Linked DNA regions of Mus musculus: region 1 is linked to region 2. The links are chromatin contacts, called in public HiChIP or PLAC-seq maps. All regions are on one chromosome and are shown on one strand. Each heading gives the region's core, a stretch centred on a gene start, on an enhancer-like site or on the middle of the called end of the contact. The rest is flanking DNA. Distances are from core to core; before and after follow the strand shown.

Evidence for each region. HiChIP or PLAC-seq counts read pairs in DNA pulled down with a chosen protein or histone mark.
Region 1: an H3K27ac HiChIP or PLAC-seq map of embryonic stem cells shows a contact between it and region 2, with 12 read pairs. The contact joins two enhancer-like sites. A contact is called at or near these places in 10 of 39 promoter capture datasets (the HPC-7 cell line, HPC-7-derived erythroid cells, cranial neural crest and 5 more), 5 of 484 Hi-C or Micro-C datasets (bone marrow-derived macrophages, embryonic stem cells, hematopoietic stem cells and 1 more), 8 of 115 datasets of contacts at active chromatin or transcription factors (embryonic hindbrain, embryonic midbrain, embryonic stem cells and 1 more) and 4 of 9 other capture datasets (adipose tissue, liver, macrophages and 1 more).

The regions. Positions count from the first base shown.
Region 1 is chr1:132,279,210-132,284,946 of GRCm38.p6, forward strand. Gm38446 (a long non-coding RNA gene) reads right to left here. Exons shown (of 4, transcript XR_387390.3): 2 at 1,165-1,319; 3 at 173-274. It also overlaps the pseudogene Gm7241. Among named protein-coding and RNA genes, the nearest start is that of Gm29630, 3.7 kb to the left of the region's middle. Within about 2 kb of position 2,887, at least 36 of the 459 cell types and tissues checked have an H3K27ac peak or open chromatin away from gene starts, as enhancers often do. A contact at or near this core is called in embryonic stem cells, where this site is marked.
Region 2 is chr1:132,210,026-132,215,890 of GRCm38.p6, forward strand. It overlaps a transcript of Lemd1 not described here. Among named protein-coding and RNA genes, the nearest start is that of Lemd1, 13 kb to the right of the region's middle. Within about 2 kb of position 2,281, at least 54 of the 459 cell types and tissues checked have an H3K27ac peak or open chromatin away from gene starts, as enhancers often do. A contact at or near this core is called in embryonic stem cells, where this site is marked.

The DNA of each region.
Region 1 (5,737 bases), core at 1,637-4,136, 70 kb after region 2:
GAGGTCTATGCTGCTGTCTGATGCCTTGGTGATGTATGTCCTCAGGCTTTGCTGCCTCGAGAGGCGGGGCATGATGATGTGAGTGGCATGTGGACTCTCCTGAGGCCACGTCAATCAGTCAATAAAAGATGGAGCTAGCAGAAAAATGGAAACCGTGAAAGCTGTTACTTACAGTTCCCTCTTCTGCTGTTAGCTTTTTACATTAATATCCAATCCAAGCAAGTTAGCAAGTCTTTTCACAGGTTCAGAAGGAGCTGTGCTTTCTCATCCTGACCTGTAAATGTTAATATTAAATATTGAGCTTCTGTGGTCACATTTAAATAGAAAAATTATCAAGGTAGAAGCTATGGAAACCCTGATATCTCCTGGCTGCTCTGGTCTAGACTACGCACTCCTAAGCAGCTTCACAGACCTTTATCAGAAATATAGATAGACTCTTTGTACATATTCCCCACCTGAGTGTGCCACAAAGCTCCACCCATGTTAAAGTCTGGCTATCTCCTGGCTGGGGCTTGTGACTTTGAAGTGTGTGTTTGTCCATCTGACAGATGTATTTCTTGGAAACGCTACGTACCTGTGCACATACATCTCCAGAGGCTATCCTGTGTAACTGAAGGTACAGGAAGTAAGGATGATCTGTGATTACATGCAAAAGCCGGAGCTTGTCCAACCTCAGTAGCATAAGCAACCTTGATTAAGAGCTTGCAGTATACCTGGAGTTATGCTAAGTACCTTGCATGAATTATTTCATTCACTTCTCTCAGTAATTTTGTGAAGTAGGCATTATATAATGCTGATTTTATATGGAAGGAAGTTAGACTCAGAAGGTTGGTTTGTGATCAAGTGAGGATGTGGACCTACATCTAGCTAATGCTACATTTTTCATTTAAAAAACAAAACAAAAACTTTATTTATTTACTTATTTATGCTGAGTCAGGGCCTCATTGTATAGCATTGGCTGGTCTTGAGCTTGCTATATAGACCAGGCTGGCCTTGATCACACAGAGGTCTGCCTGCCTCTGCCTCCCAAGTGCTGGGATTAAAACTGTGCGCCACCACTGCCCGGCGCTTTAATTATTTTTAATTATTCCTGATAGTTGTGAGCAACAGAACATGGTTTCTGGGAACTGAACAGGGTCCTTTGAAAGAACAAGAAACACTTACCTCAGTGAGCCATCCTTTTGGCTTGAGACCTGAGTCTGTCCTAACCTGACATTCAAGCAAGGATGCTCAGCTCTCAGTCTCCTTCACCTGGCTTTTCAGTAGGTGTTGGGGCTGGCCTGCGGCTCTCATGTTTAAGTCTGGGAGGCATCTTGGAGCTGGAAGAGAAGAGGGAATCTAGACGGGTAGAGAAATAATGGAACCAAGACAACTAGTCTGCTCAAGGTTCAAATTTTTAATGGTAGACACGCTTTATAAAGGAGAGGGGACGCCCATTCCCAAGCTGGAGGTGACCATGTGTAGGATCAGATGTAGACTCTGGAACAGCTAGGCCGACTCCCAGCAGGTAGCAGCAGTGGCAGTGGCTGAACAATAGAATGATCCAGGGAGGCAGGCTCCACCCTAGGTGATCTCCTTAGTGGTGTAGCAAAGTCAAGGTCTGGCTCAGCCTGCTTCTGGCTTGTGGAAGGCTACAAGTAGGCATCTGGGAATTGATTGGACCTAGGGTAGAGCTCATCCCGTGGCTTTCTTCCAGTTTGACTCTGAGTCACTTACTTAAACCTTTAAATCCCCAGCTTCCTCAACCGTGAAGCAGGTTTGCCTATGCTCACTTTACAGAGATGTTTGCAGACATTACTTACGTCAAGCCACGCTCAAGCCCTTGATAGAGTGCTGAGGCTGAGACTTGATGGATTAGTTATTTCTTTATATATACATATATATGTACATATCTCCAACCAGTTAGTAAAGAGCAATATGGAGCACCCACTTCAATCTGAATTTCAGTCCGCCACCACGCCCAGCTAGTCAATAAATCATTTTTAGTTGACCCTAACTATTCCAACTTACCTGGGTTTCCTGTATTTTACCTGGCAATCCTCATTGCACACCGGTCTATAAATGGGAACCTACTGTCTCTGCCTCAAGTGGCCTCTGCTCTCTAAAGATGGATGTCCCATGCCTTGTGTGCCCCTGAGCCCTGGCTGTCCTAACTTAGGGCAACTTTCATTTTCTTCTTCAGTATATTATCCCCCCACCCCTGGGGTCAGAAGCTCGTGGCAACCACAGGCAAATGATTCGGCTTTTAAGAGTATTGCCCTGAAATCTTCTGGTTTAGGAGAAAGGGAGGGAACCATAATCTCTCTCTGGACAAGAAAATAAGAAATTTTAAAATTTAAAGTGAGAAAGTTTGTTAAAATGAGAAAGTGAAAGAAAGGCTTAGCATTGGCAAGCACTGTACACAACATTAAATAATTTTTACTGCCTGTGTGACTCAACGTGGCAATCCAATGCATTTCCAATCTGTCCAAGTAGCTTCACAGGGAAACAATGCACCTCCCAGCACTGCCTGCAGAGGGTCACTCCCTTTCTGTTTTTCCATTAATTTCCAACACTCCCCCTCCCCCGAATGCCTGAAAGCTGCCCATTTGTCTATAGTTTCAAGCAAAAGGGAGAAATCTCTTCCAAAATAGTCCAGCCCTGAGATGGGATCTGAGAAGACCACGGAACTGTGTGGATGTTTTATGCCGGGTGTCTGGCGTGGGTGCCCTGTTGTGTGGAAGGCATCTCTCTGCTGATCTCCTGTCATTTGCACATCTTATGGTAATCCTCTATTGATCTCTGCCTCCTGTCTCACTTTTTCTGTCCCTCCCCTGCTGTGCCCTGTCCTGTTCCATTCCTCTTTTACGATGCTAATTCAACGGTTTCTAATTGGATCCTCTGCCAGACTAATGGCTTCTGACCAACTGGAAGGGCTGGCGTTTACTTACTTGATTTCTATCCCTCCTCCCCCTGTTCTCTGGCCTCTTTGTGAGCAGAGTTTAAATTAGAGGAGATGTCAGCTCCAGCCCTTGTCTTTATGTCTGCTCTGGCCTCTTGTGATTTGGGTGAGGAGAGAGGACCTGAGTACATGGAACCCTTCACTGAACTAGTCAGTGTTGGCCCACTGTGGTGTGTGTGTGTGTGTGTGTGTGTGTGTGTGTGTGGTGTGTGTACCATATGTATGTGGTGTGTGAGTGCTGTGTGTGCTATGTGTGTGTACCATATGTATGTGTGTGTATGTGCACACACGCCTCTTTTGTGTATACCGTGTGTGTGCCAGATCTGTGCAGATGCTTGAAGAGGACACAAGGGAGTCCCAGATCCTTTGGAGCTGGAGTTACCTGCCCACCATCTCTTCAGAGTCAAGCGACAGTTGTCTTAGGGGTTGGATGTCACAATTTCGGCTCATCCCCTTCTCTTCCCTGTTGGAGTCTTGAAGGGAATGCCACACTGGAAACACCATCACCTTCTTATTGCCCTCCTTTTTTCCTCTGGGTTTCCTAAAGGCCCAGCGTAGGGCCTTGTGTGCAACACTTGAGGACTCTGCCCCTGACCTCCATCCCCCACGCCTCTCATGAAATCTTATAACTCCAAATAAAGCAAAAGAGCTGGCACCCTGAACTATTTTCTTAGACTGGATAGTCCCAAATTGAGTTAAAAATTATCCTCATACATGGCTTATTAAATTCACATCCATCGCTCCATAGAATGAGAAAACAATATCCTACAAGCTTCCCAGGTTTGGGAGCTACTTGGTAGAAATAGTCTAACCTCAATGGTCTCCCAGGCCGCTGCCATTCAGGCAAGCTGTTAGCTCCTGGCCCGTCCTCCGGGAGCATTTTTACTTGATTTACTTGATTCGTACTCTCTACTCTCTAGCCTCCGGTGTGTGAGTGCGCATGTACATCCCTCACACATGCACGCACACGCTTCTCTTTAATTGAGCTGTAGCCCATCTCTGTCAGGCATTTCTAACATGCAGCTCACGGATCATCCTGGGACTGCTGTGATAGACGATTGCCTCTGTGGACCAACGCTTCATTAAGAGTGACAGCCTGCATCCAATAGTCACCATGCCACTCCGCTCAGGGACCAGAGCATAGCTCAGCAGGAAGGCTGGGAGACAAAGGGATAGTGGTCGTGGATACAGGGGTGATGGAGAGTCTTGTGGGACAAGGGGCAACTAGCCTGCAGGTCACGGTCTTGTACTCCGTTCTTATGATGTTAGAGCTAAGCCAATACAGGCAATTCAATTACAGAGCCATTTCCCCTGCAGCTGACAGGCCAGTGTTCAAGCCCCAAGAAACACTGAGGATAACTGAGTCTACGCAGGAGGTCCATTGCTTGTGAAATCAACACAGCTTGTGACAGCATGTCCTCCCCGTGCAGTCCTCTCTGCTTCTAGAATTCCATTCTCTTCTCTCTTTTCCTGGGCAGAAAACCAGGGACGAAGAGTGCTCCCTACGCGGCAAGGCTGATTTACTTGGTTACATAAACTCACATTTTTAAAAAATCAGGATGTAGAGGCTGGGACGCTTTTGGTGGTGGAGTGCTTGCCTAGCATTCGCAGGGTTCTGCGTTCCATCTGCAGCCCTGTAAAAATATACTGGGCCATATAATAAATGCTCAAATAAATATTAGATGGTTTTGACAAGCATATATACTCTGGGACCACTACTTCATCAAGTATAATTGCTTAGTGAAGCCTAGAACTCAATCACCTTGGGAAATCTGCTCAGTTTATAGCTACTGAAATTGAGGGACCGGAGGGTTAAGAGACAACCATAGAGAGGGCAAAGGCTGGAAACCTGTAATATCGCTTCATTTACTCCTTGGCCACGCCTACCAGCCCCTCCCATAGAGGAAGACTTCCCACTGTCCCAGCACTCAGTTAGAGGGGGACTTGTGGTGTGCAGGCTTTTTCTCCCCCTGCCCTGTTTTCTCCTCAGAGACTCACCCCAGAGAGAAAACTTCCCTGACACAGAACTAAGAGTCCTCATAGAAAGGTCAGCAAGAAGGAAAAACAGACAAGGGAACAGGAGACCGGACAGCTCAGGCTTTCACTTGGGAGCCCCCACAGAGGGGGCCTTGTAAGAATCAGCTGGCCTGGCCTCGAGGTACTACCCTTCGTGGATGGAGATGCGGCGGCTGGTGGTGGGGAGGCTAGGTCCAGATGCAGGAGCCCGTGGACCTGTCTGCCGCAGTCGGGGCACTGAGACGAAAGCCTAGCTCCTGAGCATGGGAACGGAGTTGGCGTTTCAGATGATGCTGCGGTGGAGACAGCCGAGGAAGCAAAGGAGCCTGCCGAAGCTGACATCAATGAGCTCTGCCGGGACATGTTCTCCAAAATGGCCACATACTTGACTGGGGAACTGACAGCCACCAGTGAAGACTACAAACTCCTGGAAAATATGAATAAGCTAACAAGCTTGAAGTACCTTGAGATGAAAGATATTGCTATCAACATCAGCAGAAACCTGAAGGACTTAAACCAGAAATATGCGGAACTACAGCCGTATCTTGACCAGATCAACATGATTGAGGACCAGGCAGCCTACAAGCTCGATGCTTATTCAAAAAAACTGGAAGCCAAGTACAGGAAGTTGGAGAAGCGATGAGAATCGTGTTCATGTGGCTCAAGTGTTTGTTAATATGGAAGATGTTTTATAACCACTAAGTCCTGAGACTGACACATCATCAGAGCTCCTCAGAAGAAAATGGCCGGTTAAGCTCAAGGCCACGCAATACTGGATGA
Region 2 (5,865 bases), core at 1,031-3,530:
GAGGGGGTAGGGCAGAGATTCTACTTACTGTGAGGAAATGGGGCCCCAAAGAAAGGACAGAGAACCTAAGCCATCAGCCATAGCCTCAAAGCCAGCCTTCTATAAGGAAGGGCTGGTTTAAGGCAAGTCACGTGACAGCTGTACATGAATTGATAAACTATGGTCTTTAGGCAGGATCTTTCTCTATTGCCCAGGCTGGCCTAGGTACTTACTCTGCTACCTGGGGTGGCCTCGGACATCTGATCCTCCTCCTTGAGCTTCCTGAAGGCGGAGGATTACAGATGATGCGCAGTTTTTGTAGACAGCAGTGGACTGACTGGTCATGGTCAGGATGGCTCTCTTCTCCCAGCTGAGCTTCCTTAATGCCTGGCACAAGGTATTCATGAAGGCTTAACCAGGACAGACCTACATCCTATGCTTTTGACTCAACTGTCAGCTTGCATGCTTGCCCGCTGCTATCTGCATCCGTTTTCACCCTGAAGAAATGAGTGCTATTGTTCATTGAATTCATAAAGTCAGTATTGAATCCTGACCCTGAGCAGGACACTGTGGGCGCCACTGAGGAGAAACAGGATGTCAGCGGTGCCCCCACTCCTTAGGAACTCGAGACATGACAGAAAGCAACATGACAAGACTCAAGGATCCTCTAGGCAGAGCTCAAGCAAAGTGCTTCGGGGCTTGAGAGCCAGGAAAAGCTTCTCAGAGGAGATGGGTTCGGAGCTGAGCCTGGCTGTATGCACAGGCGAAAGCCAATATGGTATTACCATGTTGTGGGAGCCTCTTCTGTCACAAGTGAGTCCACTTGTTCCCAAGTTCCTCTCGGCCCCCAGAGTCTGACTCCTGGCATTGCATTAGTGCTTTGACACAAACCTTTGATCCTACAGGGTTAACATTCAGGAGGGAGGAATGCTGTGTGACTAACAGACATTTCCCAGCACCAGCGGCTGCCTCAGAGGTTCTCCTGGGACAGGAAGGGGGAGAAACAAACCCGAGAGCAGGGCTGGGGAGATGGCACAGTGGTTGAGAGCACTGCTCTAGCAGAAGACCCGGGTTCAGTTCCCAACTCTTATATGGAGCAGCTTACAAACTGCTCGTAACTCCAGTTTCAGAGGATCCAGCGCCCTCTTCTGTCCTCCTCAGGTTCCTGCATGTGCATGGTGCTCATAGGGACAAGCAGGCATAGACAAAAACCCATACATGAAGATAAAATGTAAAGTACCCGAGAGCATCAGTGGACACCTAACCAAGGGCACAGGACACTGTCTGGACAGTGAAGGACAGACCACGCTCAGCATGGACTCTGACAAGGTATTCATAAAGGCTTAACCTGGGACAGACCCACATCCAATGCTTTTAGTTCAAAAGTCAGCTTGGAAGCTTGCCCTATCTGCTCTGTCTCAGACCGTGCTGGGTATAAATACCGGAGCATACACTGGTTCACACTCCAACCTTCCTTCCTCTCATTCTTTCACATTTTGTAAGAGATAGTTTGGAAATCTCAAGGACAACGTACACTCTGTCCCTTCCTTCTGTTGTCTGACTAGAAAGACAGAAAGAGCAGGCTGGCACGGACACTCAAAGTGTCCTTGATGGTCCTGGCTTTATCTTAGATGACTCGCTGGTGTCCTGATAGACCTCATTCCCTACCTATAGAGAGGATGACTGCTGCCCTTCCATCACAAGATGGCTTATGGGGACAGGAAGAGACTGAGGTTCCCAGCTCCATGTTCTAATTGTGCTTGCCTACTGAAGCTGCTTCATGTCCCACAGGTCTCTTAGCCACTTGTAAAATGCAGAGAGTAAAACGCCCCTTGAGTTTCTGTGCCGCCTGCGGTGTGGTATGTTGAAAGGGAATTCTTCCGCGCTGAGTAAGGTAACTTTGTTCAGGCGTTCTCCTAGCTTAGTACCTGGCCCTGGGCAGGTAGGTGTTCAAGATACGGTAACTGAGACGCTCGGTTGGAAGCGTTACAAATAGCCAGTCTGCCTTTCGTATCTCTCACATGTTCTACTGTAGCTAGCGCAGTGCTGGGTGTAGAGGAGAGACTTAGTAAATACAGGTCAAACTGAACTGAAGACGGGTAGGTATGGGGTTGTGAGGAGGGCTGCGCACGCCTGTTAATCCCAGCACTGAGAAGGCTGAGACACAGGATTGTGAATTGAAGGGCAGTCTGTGATAAATAGCAAGGTTCATCTCAAAACTGCAAAAACAGGAATGGTGGGTGCGGTGTGGTGTGTTGGAAGGGAATTCTTCCACTGCAGTGTGCTGAGTATCCTGCAGGAGGCGCTCTAGTCATCTCAGCCTCAGCGGAGCCGGGGTGGGGTGGGGTGTAGGATTGGCCCGGGGAATGGGAGAAGCTCGAAGGAAAAACAGCCCCACGCGTCACTCACATATTTACATCGCAACTGTCAAAACAGTTATTTTTAAGTCGAGTTCCGTCTGCCACGAGTTTAAAACCAAGCTGCGCGGGGGCGGCCTAATGCGCGTGCGCGAAGCCTGGGACCAGGGAAGGTGGCGTCAGGAATTTTGAGGGGTGTGTGCTTGCATGTAGCAGCTCTTCTTTTGGCCACTTTACTCTTAGCTCTGGGAGCTGTGTCTTCAAGATGATGGGTCGGCCGTTCCTGTCCTACAGGAATCAATCAAAGTCTGTAAGGACAAGAGGAAACTGTCCAGTTTTCATTTCCTCTGTCCGTGTCCATGTGTCCCGGGACCCTGACAGCCCCCAACCTGTAAGTTTTCTGCACCTATACCCTCCTAGTTACAAGGTGGGTCAATTTCCACTGCCAAGAGAGCCATCAGAGCCTCTATGTGGAAGCCTGAAGTTGACATGACCCACATTCATTGGCCCTATAAGCCATTCCGAGGAGGACACAAACTGAGGAATTCTATGTGGGTTGGTCAGCACTGGGGTGGGCCTAACCCTTGGGTCAGAAAGCAGCAGAAAAAATGACTTGCTCCCCAATGTCAGGCCTGTAGAGAATTCATTTTTCTCTGGAAAGAGAGGGGCCCGTAGATTTGACACTCTCAGGATGCTTCTGTCCCTCTCGCTCCCTGCTCAGGGGCAATGGGATTTGAGACAGACGCTGGCTGGCCCTGCTGCCATCAATATGTGTCCCAGCCCTGTCCAATGTCTGCTCTATAATGAGTAGTGTTTCGGAATGTCACCTCCATTAATGGGGAAGCGACACCTGTGCACAGCCAGAACCACCTCTCTGTCTTCATTAGGCAGTCCACAGCCTAGCTGCAGGCTGCTCTGGCTCTGTGACAGATGACAGGCAGAGGAGCGAGAGCAGCAGGCTCCTGCTGTCCAGGATTCATTCGCAGACAATGACCCCGAATGCCCCCTCCCCCCAACAAACACCAAAATAGACAGCTGAGAAAAATGTCCTTCTGGAGCAAGGCACAGCAAGGACAGTTAATAGCTAGAAAGCAGGCTTAAGGAACAGAGGAGCAAGTTCCTGGGACAAGCGCCTTTTCTTGTCTCTGATCGCCTATTTAGGGTGGGTTATGGGGTCTCTGCCTCTTTAGCATTCCAACTGTCTTCACAGGCCGCGTTTTTTGTTTTTTTTGTTTTTTCCTCTTCTCATAAATCTGTTTGTTTGCTATGCAAGTCACAGAATGAGATTAGAACTGATGTTCTGACTCTAGATTTCTGTCCATCCCGGGCCTGCACGTAGTCTCCCAGTAAACCCCTGTTCCCTTTAATACTTTACCTTCTTGCCCTCCTAACATAATGGGGCAGCCACATGAGCAGAGCCATAGAATGGCTGGAGATATCGACATGGCTTCACAGGACCCCTATTCCTGTAAAATCTGTCCTTTAAAAAAAGGCCAGAATAGCCAGGCAGTGGGGGCGCACACCTTTAATCCCAGCACTTGGGAGGCAGAGGCAGGTGGATCTCTGAGTTTAAGGCCAGTCTGGTTTAGAGAGAGAGAGAGAGAGAGAGAGAGAGAGAGAGAGAGAGAGAGAGAGAGGGAGAGAGAGAGAGAGAGAGAGAGAGAGAGAGAGAGAGAGAGAGAGTTAGTTCCAGGTGAACCAGGGCTACACAGAGAAACTCTGTCTTGAAAAATCAAAACTAAAAGTCTAGCATGACGGGACCTGAAGACAACCGCAGCACCCAGGAGGATGAGCAAGGGAATCAAGAAGTCCAGGTCAGGACTGGAGAGATGACTCAGCTGTTAAGGGCACTGACTGCTCTTCCAGAAGTCCTGGGTTCAATTCCCAGCAACCACATGGTGGCTCACAACCATCTGTAATGGGATCTGATGCCCTCTTCTGGTGTGTCTGAAGACAGCAACTGTGTACTCACACTCATAAACAAGGAGAAGAAGGAGAAGGAGAAGGAGGAGGAGGAGAAGGAGAAGGAGAAGGAGAAGGAGAAGGAGAAGGAGGAGGAGGAGGAGGAGGAGGAGGAGGAGGAGGAGGAGGAGGAGGAGGAGAAGGAGAAGGAGAAGGAGAAGGAGAAGGAGAAGGAGAAGGAGAAGGAGAAGGAGAAGGAGAAGGAGAAGGAGAAGGAGAAGGAGAAGGAGAAGGAGAAGGAGAAGGAGAAGGAGAAGGAGAAGGAGAAGGAGAAGGAAAGAAGAAGAAGAAAGTCATCCAGGTCAGCCTGGGCTATGTGGTGATACCCTGTCTCAAAAAACCAAAGCAAGCCAGGCGTGGTGGCGCACGCCTTTAATCCCAGCACTCGGGAGGCAGAGGCAGGCAGATTTCTGAGTTCGAGGCCAGTCTGGTCTACAAAGTGAGCTCCAGGACAGCCAGGGCTATACAGAGAAACCCTGTCTCGAAAAAACAAAAACAAAACAAAACAAAACAAAAAAACAAAAACAACAAAAAAACCCCAAAACCAAAGCAGAGAGCTGAAGAGAGCAGATTTGGGTCTCAGAACCATAGGTAGCTCAAGTGTCTGTAATTGTAGACATCCAGTTGCAGATGATTGGATGGTTTCTCCTGGTAAGATATACCTACAGGCACAACACCATAAACATAAAATAAAAATAAATTTAAAATTAAAAAAAATAAAGCAAGGCTTGATAGAAGGTTGTGCAAACATAAGAACATGAGTTTGGATCCCTGGCACCATGTAAAAGCTGCATGTCTCCTTTGTCTCAGCACTGGGCTGGCGTAGCCATGAGGATCCTTGGACCCCATTGGCCATCCAGTCTGGCTTCTGGCTGAATTGGTGTGATGAGAGACTGTTTCAAAAACTAAAGTGAATTCGAGACCAGCCTGATCTACAGATTGAGTTCCAGGACAGCCAGGCCTACACAGAGAAACCCTGCCACCAACAGCAAAGTGAAGAGCTGGTTCAGCGGTTTAGAATACTTTACGCTCTCACAGAGGACCTGGATTTGGCTTGCAAGTACCTCATGGCGACAAACGCCCATCCCAAATTCTAGTCCTATCCTCTTTGGCCTCCATGAGACACACATGCAGTACACTTCTGTACATGTAGACAAAACATCCATACACACAAAATAAACATAAATGCATTTTTAAAATAATGTAAAGAGACATAGCTGCTGATAGTATGAGTCTCCCATAACCTCTTTTCCTGGCATGAGGAAAGGCGCCTATGACTATGGCGATATTCAAGCCACACACCTGAGTCCACACATCTCCCCACCCTGCCTTGGATCCACCACCACTTCCTTTTGTCTCTTCTAAATCCCATTACATGGACTGCGTCCATTGGCTATTGCCTGAGACTAAGGATCCTTTCCTGCTGGGCCTCTGCAGGCCCCTCTGTCCCTCACTCTATGCTGCTCTAATCACCCCGACTCTCCATCGACTGTGAACCATGGTCCTCCCGACCCACTCCTCCCCTTCCCATATCCTGTCTCTATATTGCTCTATGAAAGGTCCTAGT